Linked DNA regions of Macaca mulatta: regions 2 and 3 are each linked to region 1. The links are chromatin contacts, called in public Hi-C maps. All regions are on one chromosome and are shown on one strand. The core of a region is the stretch at or near the end of the contact, and the rest is flanking DNA. Distances in the headings are between cores, read along the strand shown. Region 1 holds the start of TAF11 (TATA-box binding protein associated factor 11). Region 2 holds the start of SNRPC (small nuclear ribonucleoprotein polypeptide C). Region 3 holds the start of BLTP3A (bridge-like lipid transfer protein family member 3A).

Evidence for each region. Hi-C and Micro-C count contacts between places; a contact is called where the count stands out from the background.
Region 2: a Hi-C map of fetal cortical plate shows a contact between it and region 1, with 1.8 times the contacts expected there. The contact joins the promoter of SNRPC here to the promoter of TAF11 in region 1. A contact is called at or near these places in 4 of 14 Hi-C or Micro-C datasets (CD4 T cells, fetal cortex germinal zone, fetal cortical plate and 1 more).
Region 3: a contact with region 1 is called in a Hi-C map of liver, with 4 times the contacts expected there. The contact joins the promoter of BLTP3A here to the promoter of TAF11 in region 1. A contact is called at or near these places in 2 of 14 Hi-C or Micro-C datasets (fetal cortex germinal zone and liver).

The regions. Positions count from the first base shown.
Region 1 is chr4:147,386,790-147,391,425 of T2T-MMU8v2.0, reverse strand. TAF11 (TATA-box binding protein associated factor 11) reads right to left here and starts at 1,979. Exons shown (of 5, transcript NM_001261556.1): 1 at 1,775-1,979. The coding sequence starts at 1,945. ANKS1A (ankyrin repeat and sterile alpha motif domain containing 1A) reads left to right here and starts at 3,214. Exons shown (of 25, transcript XM_078000113.1): 1 at 3,214-3,584. LOC144340449 (a long non-coding RNA gene) reads left to right here and starts at 4,033. Exons shown (of 2, transcript XR_013416557.1): 1 at 4,033-4,636.
Region 2 is chr4:147,508,275-147,512,910 of T2T-MMU8v2.0, reverse strand. SNRPC (small nuclear ribonucleoprotein polypeptide C) reads left to right here and starts at 2,063. Exons shown (of 6, transcript XM_001111611.5): 1 at 2,063-2,111; 2 at 2,467-2,509. The coding sequence starts at 2,104.
Region 3 is chr4:147,480,984-147,485,619 of T2T-MMU8v2.0, reverse strand. BLTP3A (bridge-like lipid transfer protein family member 3A) reads left to right here and starts at 2,290. Exons shown (of 21, transcript XM_015136171.3): 1 at 2,290-2,626. The coding sequence starts at 2,583. It overlaps LOC114677624 (a long non-coding RNA gene), which reads right to left and starts at 3,149. Exons shown (of 3, transcript XR_003728998.2): 1 at 3,016-3,149; 2 at 234-351.

The sequences.
Region 1 (4,636 bases), core at 730-3,229:
CCTGGGCAACTTGGTGAAACCTTGGCTCTACTAAAAATACAAAAATTAGCTGGGCACAGTGGCACGTGCCTGTAATCCCAGTTACTGGGGAGGCTGAGGCAGGAGAATCACTTGAGCCTGGGAGGCGGAGGTTGCAGTAGGCCGAGATTGCGCCATTGCACTCCAGCCTGGGCAACAGAACGAGACTCCGTCTCAAAAACGAAACAAAACAAAACAAAACAATACAAAAACTTCAGCTGAGCGTGGTGCAGTATGCTTGCAATCCCAGTTACTGCGGACGCTGAGATAAGAGGGTTGCTTGAGCCCAGGAGGCAGAGACTGTGCCACTGCACTCCAGGCTGGGTGACAGAGTGAGACCTTGTCTCAACAAACCAACAAAAACTGCCTTAAAGGAGCTTGCAGTGAGCCGAGATCGCGCCACTGCACATTCCAGCCTGGGTGACAGAGCGAGTACTCAGTCTCAAAAACAAAAACAAAAACAAAAAAAGAAACCTGCCTTAAAATACTTTTGTCAAATGTTCTCTTTTTCTTTTTTTCGAGACGGAGTTTCACTCTGGCACCCAAGCTGGTGTGCAGTGGTGCGATCTCGGCTCACTGCAACCTCTGCCTCCCAGGTTCAAGCGATTCTTGTGCCTCAGCCTCCTAAGTAGCCGGGATTACAGGCGCCTGCCACCATGCCCAGCTAATTTTTGTATTTTTAGTAGAGACAGGGTTTCCCCATATTGGGGATCTCCTGACCTCAGGCGATCCACCCACCTCCGCCTCCCAAAGATTACAGGCGTGAGCCACTGCACCCGGCCAAATTTTCTCTTTTTCTAAAAGTTCTTACTTTATACATTTTTATGCAACTTTATACACTGAAAGGCTATTTCCATCTAATCTACTGTTCACCCCACGATCTCTTAAATCCCTTCTAGCTCTAAGACCCCAAGATTCTACTTCCAGAAATGTAATCCAGAGAACGATGAGTTTCTGGTCCTGACCAATGTTCAGCTAGGCAACACTGCTGAACTCTCTGTAGCATAAAAACACCAGACCCAACTGATGGGTCCCTGATCACCGGGTGCTGTGGCTCACGCCTGTAATCCCAGCACTTTGGGAGGCCGAGGCGGACGGATCACGAGGTCAGGGGTTCGAGACCAGCCTGGCCAACATGGTAAAACCCCGTCTCTAATAAAAATACAAAAAATAGCCGGGCATGGTGGTGTGAGCCTGTAATCCCAGCTACTTGGGAGGCTGAAGCAAGAGAATCGCGTGAACCCGGGAGGCGGAGGTTGCAGTGAGCCAGAGATCGCGCCATTGTACTACAGCCCGGGCGACACTTTTATAAAAGTCTATCTCCCTTTGACAGGTTTGATCGACCCTCCTTCCTATAAAGAAACAAAGTTGTCTTAACATCTAAGACGAACCATATTGCGGTGAAAGGGGTGCTACGAATCCTGGGTTTTAGCTCTTGCACTGCGTCTCAGTGTGACACTGGATCCCAGTTTCCTCACCACTAAAGCCAATAGGCTATTAAAACTCCCTTAGAAGTAGCTTTAATCCCTTGACAAGACTAAAAATATTAACGCAGTGCTTGAGCCTCTGGAACGGAACCAGCACTGGAGTTCTGTTTGGTCGTCCGCTCTCTTCCCCCTCAAGATTAACGATCTGGAGGGAGTTCTGGTGAGTTCGAGTTCTCGTAACTTGGGAGGGACTAACCAGAAGCCCGGCAAGCACCCAGTAACACGATCTCTGGGTATTCCTTCAGCCTCATCGATACATCTCTTCCTACCTCGCCTTCCTCCGCTGCAGCTTCTTTCAAGTCCGCATCTGCGTCTCCGTCAGTTTCCTCTGGGATTCCATCCGTGTCGGTAGCCCCCGGGTCCCCGGACGCAGCGGCCGTCTCATCCGACTCCCCTGTCTCTCCACCTTTGTCGGAGGGCGACTCGCGGGCATCGTCCATCACGGATAGGATTGGAGGGGAGAGGAGATCGCGGCGATGTCTGAGGCAGAAGCTCGGAACCCCGAGCTGCACAGGACAGTATCTTACTTCCTGTCGTCGCGCAGCGATGACATCACCCCTACCGCTCTCCTGAGGGGTCATTTTGAGGCGCGCGTAGAGGACTAGAGGACTCATTTTAACTTTGGTTTGGCGACAGTGGGAAGCGGGAAAATTGGACGTAAAGAGCTCAGACTATGGATCCTCCTAGCTAGGAAACCAGCACTTGTGAAGGAGCGCAGTTTTGTTTACTAAATAACTTTTTCCTTTTCGCCTGTCTAAAAATTCAATACCAGTTAATCCCTTCGTTAACCCCTCAGAGTAAAGTTGGGGGATCGGGAGAAAACTCAGTTCCGTTGTATGGCGGTGTCGTGGAATGAGGCTACCCGGGATTGGTAAACTTTCAGGCAAGACTCAACCTTGTGTATTTCAACTGGCCCGAAACCGCGGGTCTGTGTGTACGTGGAATTGCTAGCATTTCCGCTCCATTCAGCAAGCACCTTAACAACAAAAAGTCATCTAGCTTGAGCAGAATTTATCCAATTCATTTATTCATCCACAACTATTGACTGCGTACTTCGATTTAGAAACAGTGCTAGTACCAGGGAACAAAACACACATAGTTTCTATCCAATTAAATGATTTTTTTTCAGTTCGCAAGTATTCAAGATTGAGGTTTGTTTCTACAAGTCTGACACTTTTCTATCATTTTGGTTAATCTTACCAAAACTAAGAGGAAAGCCTAAAGAGAGGAAGGTGTCTCCTTCGAACGTTTCACTTTAACGAACTAGTTCATGTACTGGGAGGATGAAGTGGTGAGGATATTTCTATTTTAAAATTTTCTTCTCTTCCCTCATAGAGATACGAGGGGGAGGGCGTTTTATTCACCTGGGTATGACTAGGTCCCAGCACCTATTACATATTTAATTTATGCGTGCTTAAAGAATGTCCTTGGAAATGTAGGTGCGCGTTACCATATTTATCTCTTTGTTTCTGCGCTGCCTGGACGAATTGCCGTATTTCCTGTCCCAGGAGCTCCCAAAACGTTTAGGGAAGGAGCGCACTTCGGGAGGCGCGTACAGGTGGGCCTGTTTGTCCCTTTCCACCTATATAATGGGGACCCACAAGGCGCTGTCCCCATAACCCGTGAGGCCTGTCTCGGCACAGCAAAATCCACCTGCGCTGGTCCGCGGAGCCCCGCCCAGCTAGGTGAGCTAGGGGGCGGGGCGCGGGGGCGCGGTGACGCGTGACGCCGGATCCCGGAAGTGACGCGCTTGTGGAGAAAAGGCAGGGAGGGGGGGTGGTGTCCCCAGCCGGTTTGGGGGGTGCGTTGCCCGGAGACGGAAAGTTTGGGAGCCCGAGCAGGCTCGGCTGCAGCCCCGGGGAGGGGGGTCCAGCGGGTGGCGGCCCTGGGGATGGGGAAGGAGCAGGAGCTGCTGGAGGCGGCCCGCACCGGGCACCTCCCGGCGGTGGAGAAGCTGCTGTCCGGGAAGCGGCTCTCCTCTGGCTTTGGGGGCGGCGGCGGCGGCGGCGGCGGCGGCTCTGGGGGCGGCGGCGGCGGCGGCCTCGGCTCTTCCAGCCACCCCCTCTCCAGTCTGCTCAGGTGGGTACGCGCCGGGGCCGGGCCGCTGCCTGCAGACCCCTTCTCCCCCACCCGTCTCTTGGGTCTCCAGAGAGATCGGGGGTCCTGAGACTCGGGCGGGGTGGGCTTGTGGCGTGCCCGGGGCGAGGCAGGCGGCGCACGGGCCAGGATACCGGAGGGCGCGCGGGTCCGAGTCCACGCTGCTCCGGGCTCGCCTGGTCTCCCGTTCTGAGCCGGCTGCGAAGAATGGTGGGAGTGCCCAGGTGGCAGCCTCCGCCGCATGGCACAGCCGGGCTTCACCCTCGCTCGCTACAGGGTGCCAGCTGTCGTAGCCCACAAAAGCCAATTTGGAGCAAATATGTATATCATATATATACATATGCTCTCCCTCACCTCCTGCAGAAACTCCCACGCCTTGTAGAATCTCGAGGCTCCTCTGGAGGAAATTCTATTGATTTTTTTCTCTTAGGAACTTGGAACCTTCCACCAGGCTACGCAGGACCTCGCTTTTCCCGCCCCCCCCCCCGCCCCGCCCGAGACGGAGACTTGTTCTATCACCCAGGCTGGAGTGCAGTGGCGCGATCTCGGCTCACTGCAACCTCCACCTCCCGGGTTCAAGCGATTCTCCTGCGGCTGCCTCTCGAGTAGCTGGGATTACAGGCGCCCGCCACGACACCCGGCTAGTTTTTGTGTTTTAGTAGAGACGGGGTTTCACCATGTTGGCCAGGCTGGTGTCGAGCTCTTGATCTCACGATCCGCCCGCCTCGGCCTCCCAAAGTGCTGGGATTACAAGCGTGAGCCACCGCGCACGCCCCCTCACTTTTGTTTATATTAAAATTGCCTCTGGATTTATCATTTTCAAGATGTTCGTCTTTTAGCCTCTCTTGTGCTTGAAGTTCAAATTGTAGTTCCTTGTAGTGAACCGTATTGAATTAGTCTAAGTGGCATATGCAGGATTCATCCGGGGGTTTATTCATCTAGAAATAAAGGCAGAGACACTTGTTTAGGAAACCGAGGAATGCTGTAAACTTTTCCAAGGTCTGTTGTTAAACGCTTCAATCTGGAACTGTAAG
Region 2 (4,636 bases), core at 814-3,313, 120 kb before region 1:
AAATTAAAAAAATTAACAAGGGTATGGTGGCATGTGCCTGTAGTCCCAGCTACTTGGAAGGCTGAAGAGGGAGGATTGCTTGATCCCGGGAGGCTGAGGCTGAAGTGAGCTGTGATGGAACCACTGCATTTCAGCCTGGGCAACAGGGTGAAACCCTCTCTCAAAAAAAAAAAAAAAAAAAAAAAGAATATGTCATAGTAGATGGTATCCACTTAATGTTGTCATCCCAGCAGGAGACATGTAATATGTGGTTGTTCTGCCACTAATTATGTTAAGATTTACCACGGTATTAGGGTGGTAAGAGCCTGATAACTTCATTACACAATTAACTTTCCTCTTAGGACCAGGAAGTAATCTTTGTGGTACTTATTATTTCTAAAAGTCAGTTTCCTCATCCGAAATAGGGTTGTTGAATGGATTAAGTAAATCAATGCGTTTAAAGAACCTATGACATAGTAAACATTCAAATAAACTAGCAATTATTATTATTATTTGGTTGCAATTCTACCATCAGAGAACATAGGGTAGAAGTTACTTCTTCTACAAAAGTTACTTCTATCAATTTCTTCCTATTTAATAATTACCTTTTGTGGAGGGGTTAGTGTGTACATTGTATTAAACACTTACAAGGATCTTCACATGTAATTCTTCCTTGAACCCTACAAGAATTATTACCTGCCAGGCGCGGTGGCTCACGCCTGTCATCCCAGCACTTTGGGAGGCAGAGGCGGGCAGATTACTTGAGGTCAGGAGTTCTTCAAGACCACCGTGGTTAACACGATGAAACCCCGTCTCTACTAAAAATACAAAAAATTAGCCGGGCGTGGTAGCGGGCGCCTGTAGTTCCAGCTACTCGAGAGGCTGAAGCAGGAGAATGGCCTGAACCCGGGAGGTGGAGCTTGCAGTTAACCGAGATAGCACCACTGCACTCCAGCCTGGGCGACAGAGCGAGACTCCGTCTCAAAAAACAAAACAAAACAAAACCAAAAAATTTTAAAAAGGCAAGAGATAACCTTTCTCTATCATCTGTAAAGTTGGACTCCCCTCTTCCCCCCTTCACTTTGCTCCACCTAACCGACTACTATAAATATTTACTATTTTTTTGAGACAGGGTACCACTCTGTCACCCAGCCTGGAGTGCAGTGGCGCGATCACGACTCACTATAGCCACGACCTCCTGGGTTCAAGCGATCCTCCCATCTCAGTCCCCCGAGTAGCTGGGACCACAGGCGCGCGCTACCACCTCCAGCGAATTCTTTTTTTTTGATACGGAGTCTTGCTCTGTCGCCCAGGTTGGAGTGCAATGGCGCGATCTCGGCTCACTGCAACCTCCGCCTCCCGGCTTCAAGCCATTCTCCTGCCTCAGCCTCCCGAGTAGCTGGGATTAGAGGCGCCCGCCACCACGCCCAGCTAATTTTTGTATTTTTAGTAGAGACGGGGTTTCACCAGGTTGGCCGGGCGGGTCTCGAACTCCTGACCTCAGGCGATCCGCCCGCCTCGGCCTCCCAAAGTGCTGGGATTACAGGCGTGACCCACCGCGTCGGGCCAACGTCCGGCTAGTTTTAAAATTTTCTGTAGAGACAAGTTTCGCTATGTTGCCCAGGGCTGGTCTCCAACTCCTGGGCTCACGTGATCCTCCCGCCTCAGCCTCCCGAGTACCTGAGATTCCAGGCGCTAGCCACGGCGCCGGCTCCTGTTGGTTTTAATATGTGTCTTGTTTCACTAGAATCTCAACTCCACGAGGGCAAGAATTTTTATCCGTTTTGTTCACTGCTGTTTTTTCAGCATTTATAGCAGCCCCATGCGCTTTGCAGAGAATCATTAGATATTTACAAAAAGATTAAATACGCTCTTCCGGAAGCATCGAGAAACAAGATTAAAAGAGCTTGGGTTGAACCTCGTAGCGACCCGTAGTACTCCCCCTTCCCGCCATCCTATTAGATGAAAGGAAGAAATGGAAAAGCCCCGCCCCTCGCTCGGCTGCTGGTGGCGAGGGCTTCGGGTCTTCTCGCTAGTCTCGTGGGGTTCCGCGGTGTCGTCGCTGACTGTGCGCGTCATTTCCGGGCGTCACGTAACGGAGTGGCCAACGGCCGGCAGAGCAACATGCCCAAGTGAGTGGGGCCCCGAAATCTGAGGGTGATCGTAGTCACTAGTTGTGGCCCCTATGCAGGAGCAGAGAGCGGGTTCTGGTTTCTGAAACCTCGTGGGATGGCAGAGTATCTGGGACAGGTGGACGGAGATAGGGAGATGGAGAGCGCTAGACACCCCTTCTTAGAGTGGAGATGGATCCCGCTTAAGGCAACAAAAAAAGCCTGGTTTATATGTCGACGCTTTGACGCTTTTGAGTCGTGAGGAGGTCGGGCTTTTTGTTTGTTTCTTGGTTTTTATCTTCCATGAACAGCGCTTCCATGGATGGGCATCTAGCTGGTTGTCATCTCTTTTTTTCTTTCTTTCACCTCTTTTCAGGTTTTATTGTGACTACTGCGATACATACCTCACCCATGACTCTGTAAGTGGCGTATCCATACTTTCAAAAAGCCTTATGTGTAATAATTAAATGAGTTTTGTGTTTTTTTAAAGATGCAAGTTGTGCTTTCCCACCTGCTGAGGTTTAAGGTCTACTGCTTGTAGAAAATAGTTGGAGGTTATTTCCCACCCTAGAGTAACTTTGATTAAAAACCGCTTAACAAGGCAGGCACGGTGGTGTGCCTGTAGTCCCAGCTACGCAAGAGGATGAGGTGAGAGAATCGCTTGAGGCTGCAGTGAGGCATGATCAGGCACTGCACTCCAGCCTGGACAACAAAACAAAAAAAACTGCTTATCAAATAATACAGCAGTTAAAGTAGAATGTTTTGTTAGTACTTTTTTTTTTTTTTTTTTTTTTTTTTTGAGACGGAGTTTTGCTCTTGTTGCCCAGGCTTGAGTGCAGTGGCGCTGTCTCGGCTCACTGCAACCTACACCTCCCGGGTTTAAGTGATTTTCCTGCCTTAGCCTCCGAGTAGGTGGGACTACAGCCATGGGCCACCACGCCCGGCTAATTTTGAATATTTAGTAGAGACGGAGTTTCTCCATGTTGGTCAGGCTGGTCTCAAACTCCCGACCTCAGGTGATCTGTCTGCCTTGGCCTCCCAAAGTGCTGGGATTACAGGCATGAGCCACCATGCCCAGCTAACCCCGCCTCTTAAAAAACAATTTAGTGGTCTAAAGAGCACTTGAGTGGATCTTTGCCTTGCATGATTTTGTAATGTGCATTGGTTATTTGGAAAAGTTGATTGACTTGAGTTAGTGCCAGGCTTCAAATGTAGACACATTTGATTATGTAATGAAAACCCACATTAATTAATGTCACAATCTAATCAGAACCATCTTTAAATATTGGGAAGCTGTCAAGCTTATGGTGGCAGATAAGATTTTCCAAAATTCTGATTTTTGCTTAATAGCTCAAATTCTATCACTGGCAATACTTTCCATTGCTCTGTTTGAAGTGACAGGCTCACTCCATTCATTTTTGAGAAGTCTGAATATACGGTTTGTGTCTGTCACTCTCAAATAAAAATGGTGTTCCATCAAAAAGGCAGCTGGGCTGGATATGGTGGCTCATGCCTGTAATTTCAGCACTTCGGGAGGCCGAGGAAGGAGGATTGCTTGAGCCCAGGACTTCAAGAGAGGCAGCTAGTAGAGCTCATAATTTGAACAATTACATGCCTGCTTTTCCTTGAAAGGGCATCATATTTTGGCATGCAACATAAGTGCTTTGTCTATTTTTCCCATTTTGTCACTGAGAATATTAAAAAGACTTGAACTTAAGGGTTGAGATTTAATAAAAATTAATAATTTTGTTGCTTCATTAATTTCACTCAGTGAAACTAGCTTTTTTTTTCCCCTATGAGTACATACATTGAAGAATACAGTGATCACTAATACAGTCGGGTGCCATTGCCTTGATTCGTTCTGAAGTACCAGGAATTTGGCATCATCAGTGAAAATGTCAATACAGTGAAAAAGGAAAGTAATGGCTTAGTAGTATTATGAAAACACTTTGAACTTGCAGACCTTGTGAAAGAGTCTCAGAGACCCTTAGATGTCTGTGAACCATGCCCTGAACACTGCAGCTCTATGCTTTGCTGCCTCTGTAGAAATCTGATTAAATCATAATTCTTTTTACAGCTGAGGCCTCGCTGTGTTTCCCAGACTGGTCTAAATTATAACTCTTGATTATCTTGAATAGTAGCTGGAAGAAACTGGCCAGTGATTTTTCTATTGTCACTTTATTTGGAATTCTTTCTAATGTGGTCAGATGTAGTACAGCATTAATAGAGATGTGGAACATTTAAGTTGGGTGGTTCCTCTTGAAGACGTTGTTATAGTTCTGTATATTATCTTTTTTTTTTGAGATGGAGTATTGTTTTATTTCCCGGGCTGGAGTGTAATGGCATGACCTTGTTTCACTGCAGCCTCCGCATCCCGGGTTAAAGCAGTTCTCCTGTCTCAGCCTCTCGAGTAGCTGGGATTACAGGCCTGCACCACCACACTCGGCTAGTTTTTGTATTTTTAGTAGAGACGGGGTTTCGCCATGAAGAAACAGTCCCACCTTGGCCTCCCAAAGTGCTGGGAGTGAGTCACTGTGCCTGGCCAA
Region 3 (4,636 bases), core at 1,041-3,540, 94 kb before region 1:
CTGAATGTTAATCTATAATCATCTCAGTATAAAATGTTTAATTCGAAAAAAATGTATGGATTGGCTTCAGATTCCTTTTGTCTTTATATGTCTCAGATTCTTAGAATTGCAAGGCAGGATAAACACATTAATACTGTCGGTGAGAATATCAACTCTCCTATTTCCTGGTCCCTAAAGAGGCCATATTTTTGTAGAGCACGAATTTTTGCATTCAACAAAAATAACTCATTCACCAGTCGTGATGACGCATTCAGTGAGGACGCTGAGTCTCTGAGCACGCGGTAGGTTTTGCCTTACATAGCTGATTCAGATGTCTAATCTTCTTTGCTGGGGTGCTCCAGCAAAGGAAGCCTGAAATGCAAAAATTGCTGTGAGGCCCCTGTGGCTGAGGACTGAATTGGGAAAAAGTAATAATGGCCGATAACATTGGCAAGAAACCTCCTCTTCTATAGGCCCTATTGGTCCCTGTTATATATTCTGGTGAGAGGTGGGCAGAGGGACAATTAATGATATTCAATCCTACTGGAGGGGAGTGAGTAGTAAAGCACCCAGACCGAAGATGATTTGCTTCCCTTTTATAGAGTATTTTGGGGACTTCTGGGGAAAATTGAACTTACTATGACTAAGGGATAGGCATAGGAATGCATGGTCTGTTATTTTTGAGACAGTCTCGCTCAGTCCACCAGGCTGGAGTGCAGTGGGGTGATTTCAGCTCACTGCAACCTCTGCCTCCCAGGCTCAAGGGATCCTCCCATCTCAGCCTCCCGAGTAGCTGGGATTACAGGCGCGTGCCACCACGCCCGGCTAATTTCTGTATTTTTTGTAGAGATGAGATTTCGTCATGTTACCCAGACTGGTCTTGAACTCCTGGGCTCAAGCGATCCGTCTGTCTCGGCCTCTCAAAGTGCTGGGATTACAGGGGAGAGCCACCGCGGCTGGCCTGATTATTTATTTTTAAAATTTAACATTTGTATGATTTACCGTGCTTAGACTATTTCTGGAATTAGGGAGTTATTGTTTTGAGGGAAACAATTGTTTTGGGAGACAGAGAGACATGGTTCAATGTCCTTGGTTTTATATTAAAGAATGAATGACTACATTTAAAATACAATATTAGCTGGTGGCCAGACCAGCTAATATTATAGGAATAAGACTGTCTCAAGAGGTTTTTGTCTTTCTTTTTTTTCCCCAAGTTTTTGCTTGAAGGCTTAAGTCCAGAGAACTGTCACCTTTCCATCTTTGCCATTGGGTCTACGGGTGTCGCCGGCATGTGGGTTACACTTTTTTTTTTTTTTTGAGACGGAGTCTCGCTCTGTCGCCCAGGCTAGAGTGCAGTGGCACCATCTCGGCTCACTGCAAGCTCCGCCTCCCGGGTTCACGCCATTCTCCTGCCTCAGCCTCCCGAGTAGCTGGGACTACAGGCGCCCGCCACCACGCCCGGCTAATTTTTTTGTATTTTTAGTAGAGACGGGGTTTCACCGTGTTAGCCAGGATGGTCTCCATCTCCTGACCTCGTGATCCGCCCGCCTCGGCCTCCCAAAGTGCTGGGATTACAGGCGTGAGCCACGGCGCCCGGCCATGGGTTACACTTTTAAGCGTATGGATGAAATAGAGTGGACGTAACACTTGACTGGGAGTCAGAATACTTGGGTTCTAGTCCTGGGTGGCCCTAAGTAGGTGACCTTGGGAAAGCTCTTATTTCCCAGGGCTTCCGTTTCCGTTATTTGCACAGTGAAGATGCTCATCTCTAAAGTCCTAGGTCGTTTTAACAACTGACTGTCTCATTTTCTTCTGACCCCATATTTGGGAGGGAGTGCTTCTGCAGTGCGCCGCTCAGGTCTTGAGTGAATATATTTTACCCATCGGTTCAGGAGCCGAGGCTAAGGGAGGCACCAAGAGGGTGACGGCGCCCCCTTCCCAGCTCTGCAGCACAAAGCCCTTCGCGGCTGACCGCAGCGGTTGGTTCGCGTCTCCCATCTACGGGTCTGTGAGGTCCTTCATACTACTTTTTAGTCCCCAGCCTGATTCCTGGAGTACAGCTGGTGCTCAACAAATACTGAGTGAATGTGTGAGGGAAATAAAGGAGAGGCGGACGCTGGCATCCGGGAGCTGCGCAATGACCTAACGAATTTCTGCAAAAATTACAACTACCCCGCCTTTCTCCTAGGCTTCAAGGCGACTGCCGGGTGCGAAAGGAACCGCACACCCCTCAGAGGAGAAAGAAGCTTTTCAGACCGGAGAGGCAGATGGGAGCGCGGAGGGAGGAGGCTCCAGCCAGCCCGCCCCCGCGCTGCGCGCGCCACCGCCCCTCACCGCGAGCGCCTCTGGCCGCCGCAAGCAAGGCCGGCGGGTGGCGCGCGATCTTCGCGTCGTTCTGGGCCGGCGGCCGCGGCGCCGCGCAGGTGGGTGGGATCGTGGCGGAGCGCCAGGCGCCCAAACAGGGGCGAGAAAGCGCCATGGCGTCTGCGGCGGCTGTGTCCGGTGCTCACGCCGCTGCGAGGTGAGGGGGCCGCCTCTTCTCCACTACTGAGGAGGCCACAGCTGCCCGCCCACCCGCCTTCCACGCGGGCCGCGGCTCCGGCATGGCCGGGATCATTAAGAAGCAGATCCTGAAACACCTGTCCCGGTGAGAGCGCCAGCGTCGGTCCCCGGCGGTCCCGGGCCCTTCCTAACCCTCTCCGACCTCCTCCCTGACGCCGCGCTCCGGGCCCAGTCTCCCTCTCTCCAGCCCGGAGCCGGGACTCCGTGGCAGCCCTGCCTAACTCGAGCCCGGACAGCTTGCACCCCGCGCCCGCCGGCACCCACCGTTGTCGCCGCTCTGTGTTTCCCCTGCGCTGGGCCCTCCTGCCCTGGCGCGGGTGCCGCTAGTCTCTTCCCACCCTAACAGCCCCCTGGACTTTTTCTCTCACCTCAAGGGCTTTCCTGGCCTGCTGTCCCCACCTCCCACACCTCCGAGCAGGTCATCCTGTGTTCCCCTGACCGTCTTTCCGAGGCCCCCACGAAGCCCACCCTTACCTGCCCGAACCAGCTGTCTTCTCTCTGCTTCCTCCTGCCTTTGGGCCCGTGCCCCTTCCTCCAGGCCTCTGACCGCCCTCCTCTCCCAGATCCTGTGCCCCTGCCCGTCCTAAATAACGCTGCCACCAGTCCTGCTAAGCCGTTTCCCCTTAGATTTCCAACACCAAGACTGGTTTTTTCTTTCCCAGGAGCTCCCACCACCTCCTCCTCTTCTGTCTGACCCTGTTGCATCACCTTTGGAAAAGCCCAGCACCCAGGGCCGTTCCTCTGGACTTCTTTCTCCCTCTTTTGCTTTTCTTTTCATTACACAGCCTAATTGGAGAAAGGTCATGAGAGTTGGGGATAAAGTTTCCGCAACCTTCCCTTTAAGATGTGGAGGTTTTTTGACAGCCTGTGAAAAGAACCAACAACGTCCGCTTCAGCTTTGCAGCCTTTTATTAAGCAATGTTATGTCTCTGAGTAATTTGGCATGAGGAGGCTGGCCGGCAAAACAGTTTTCAGATGTAGCCGAGTGACTGCTGAACCCCGTGTTCCGGTGGCTGGTTGTCAGAACCAGTGGCCACAAAAATTGGAAGCTAGGTTTTACTTAGTTTTCACTCCTTATTCCATGCTGGAGTTGGTGATGGTTAATACCTTAATCAGCCTTTGTATCTCAAATGGAGAGTGATCCAGGGCTTGGAGGCACAGTGGTCAGTGGTTTTCAGGAGGTAGGGGTGAGGGGAGATGTCGGTCAACATGGGACACCCAGGCTTGCACTGATGTTTCTTTCTGTGTCTTCTCATTGCTTTGGTAAGCGGTATGTGAGATGCTATTCCTGCCACTGCATCCCCTTTTCCTGGCTGACACTCTAGCTTATTTACTGTTACTTTGATCTGAGACTTTAATTAGTAATTAGACTCAGATCCATCTTTTGGTTAATCACAACGTAGTAAAAGAAAAATTGCACATTGGAGGCTGGTGCTGGAAAGTGCCTTTGGACCTTTTACTCAGATTAACGTAATATATTCTTTTTCAGGTAATAGTAATCTAGATGTTCCATGAGTCTGGTTGTTTTGTGTAAAGATATAGTAGTATTTGGGGCATGACCAAAGATCGCAGAATGGAATAGGGAATTGTATAATTTGAAAGGACACAGAATTTTAGAGCTTAGAGATGATCTCACTTATCATAGCATTGTTGTTTAAGAGCCTGGGTTCTTTCTGATTTACTTTCTCTAAAACGGGAATAAGAACAGTATCTACTTCAAGGGTACAAAAAAAAAAAAAAAAAAGAAAGAATAATAAGACCTACTATTTGTCCAGCCCAGCCAACATGGTGAAACCCTGTCTCCACTAAAATACAAAAATTAGTCTGTCATGGTGGTGCACGTCTGTAATCCCAGCTACTTGGGAGGCTGAGGCAGGAGGATCGCTTGAGTCCAGGAGGTGGAGGTTGCAGTGAGCCTTGTGCCACAGCACTCTAGCCTAGGTGACAGAGCAAGACTGTGTCTCAAAAAAAAATTAGTATGTTTTAAGATAAAATGTGTAATTGGATTGTTTGTAACTCAAAGGGTAAATGCTTGAGAGGATGGATACCTCGTTCTCCATGATGTGATTATTTCACATCGCATGCCTGCATCAAA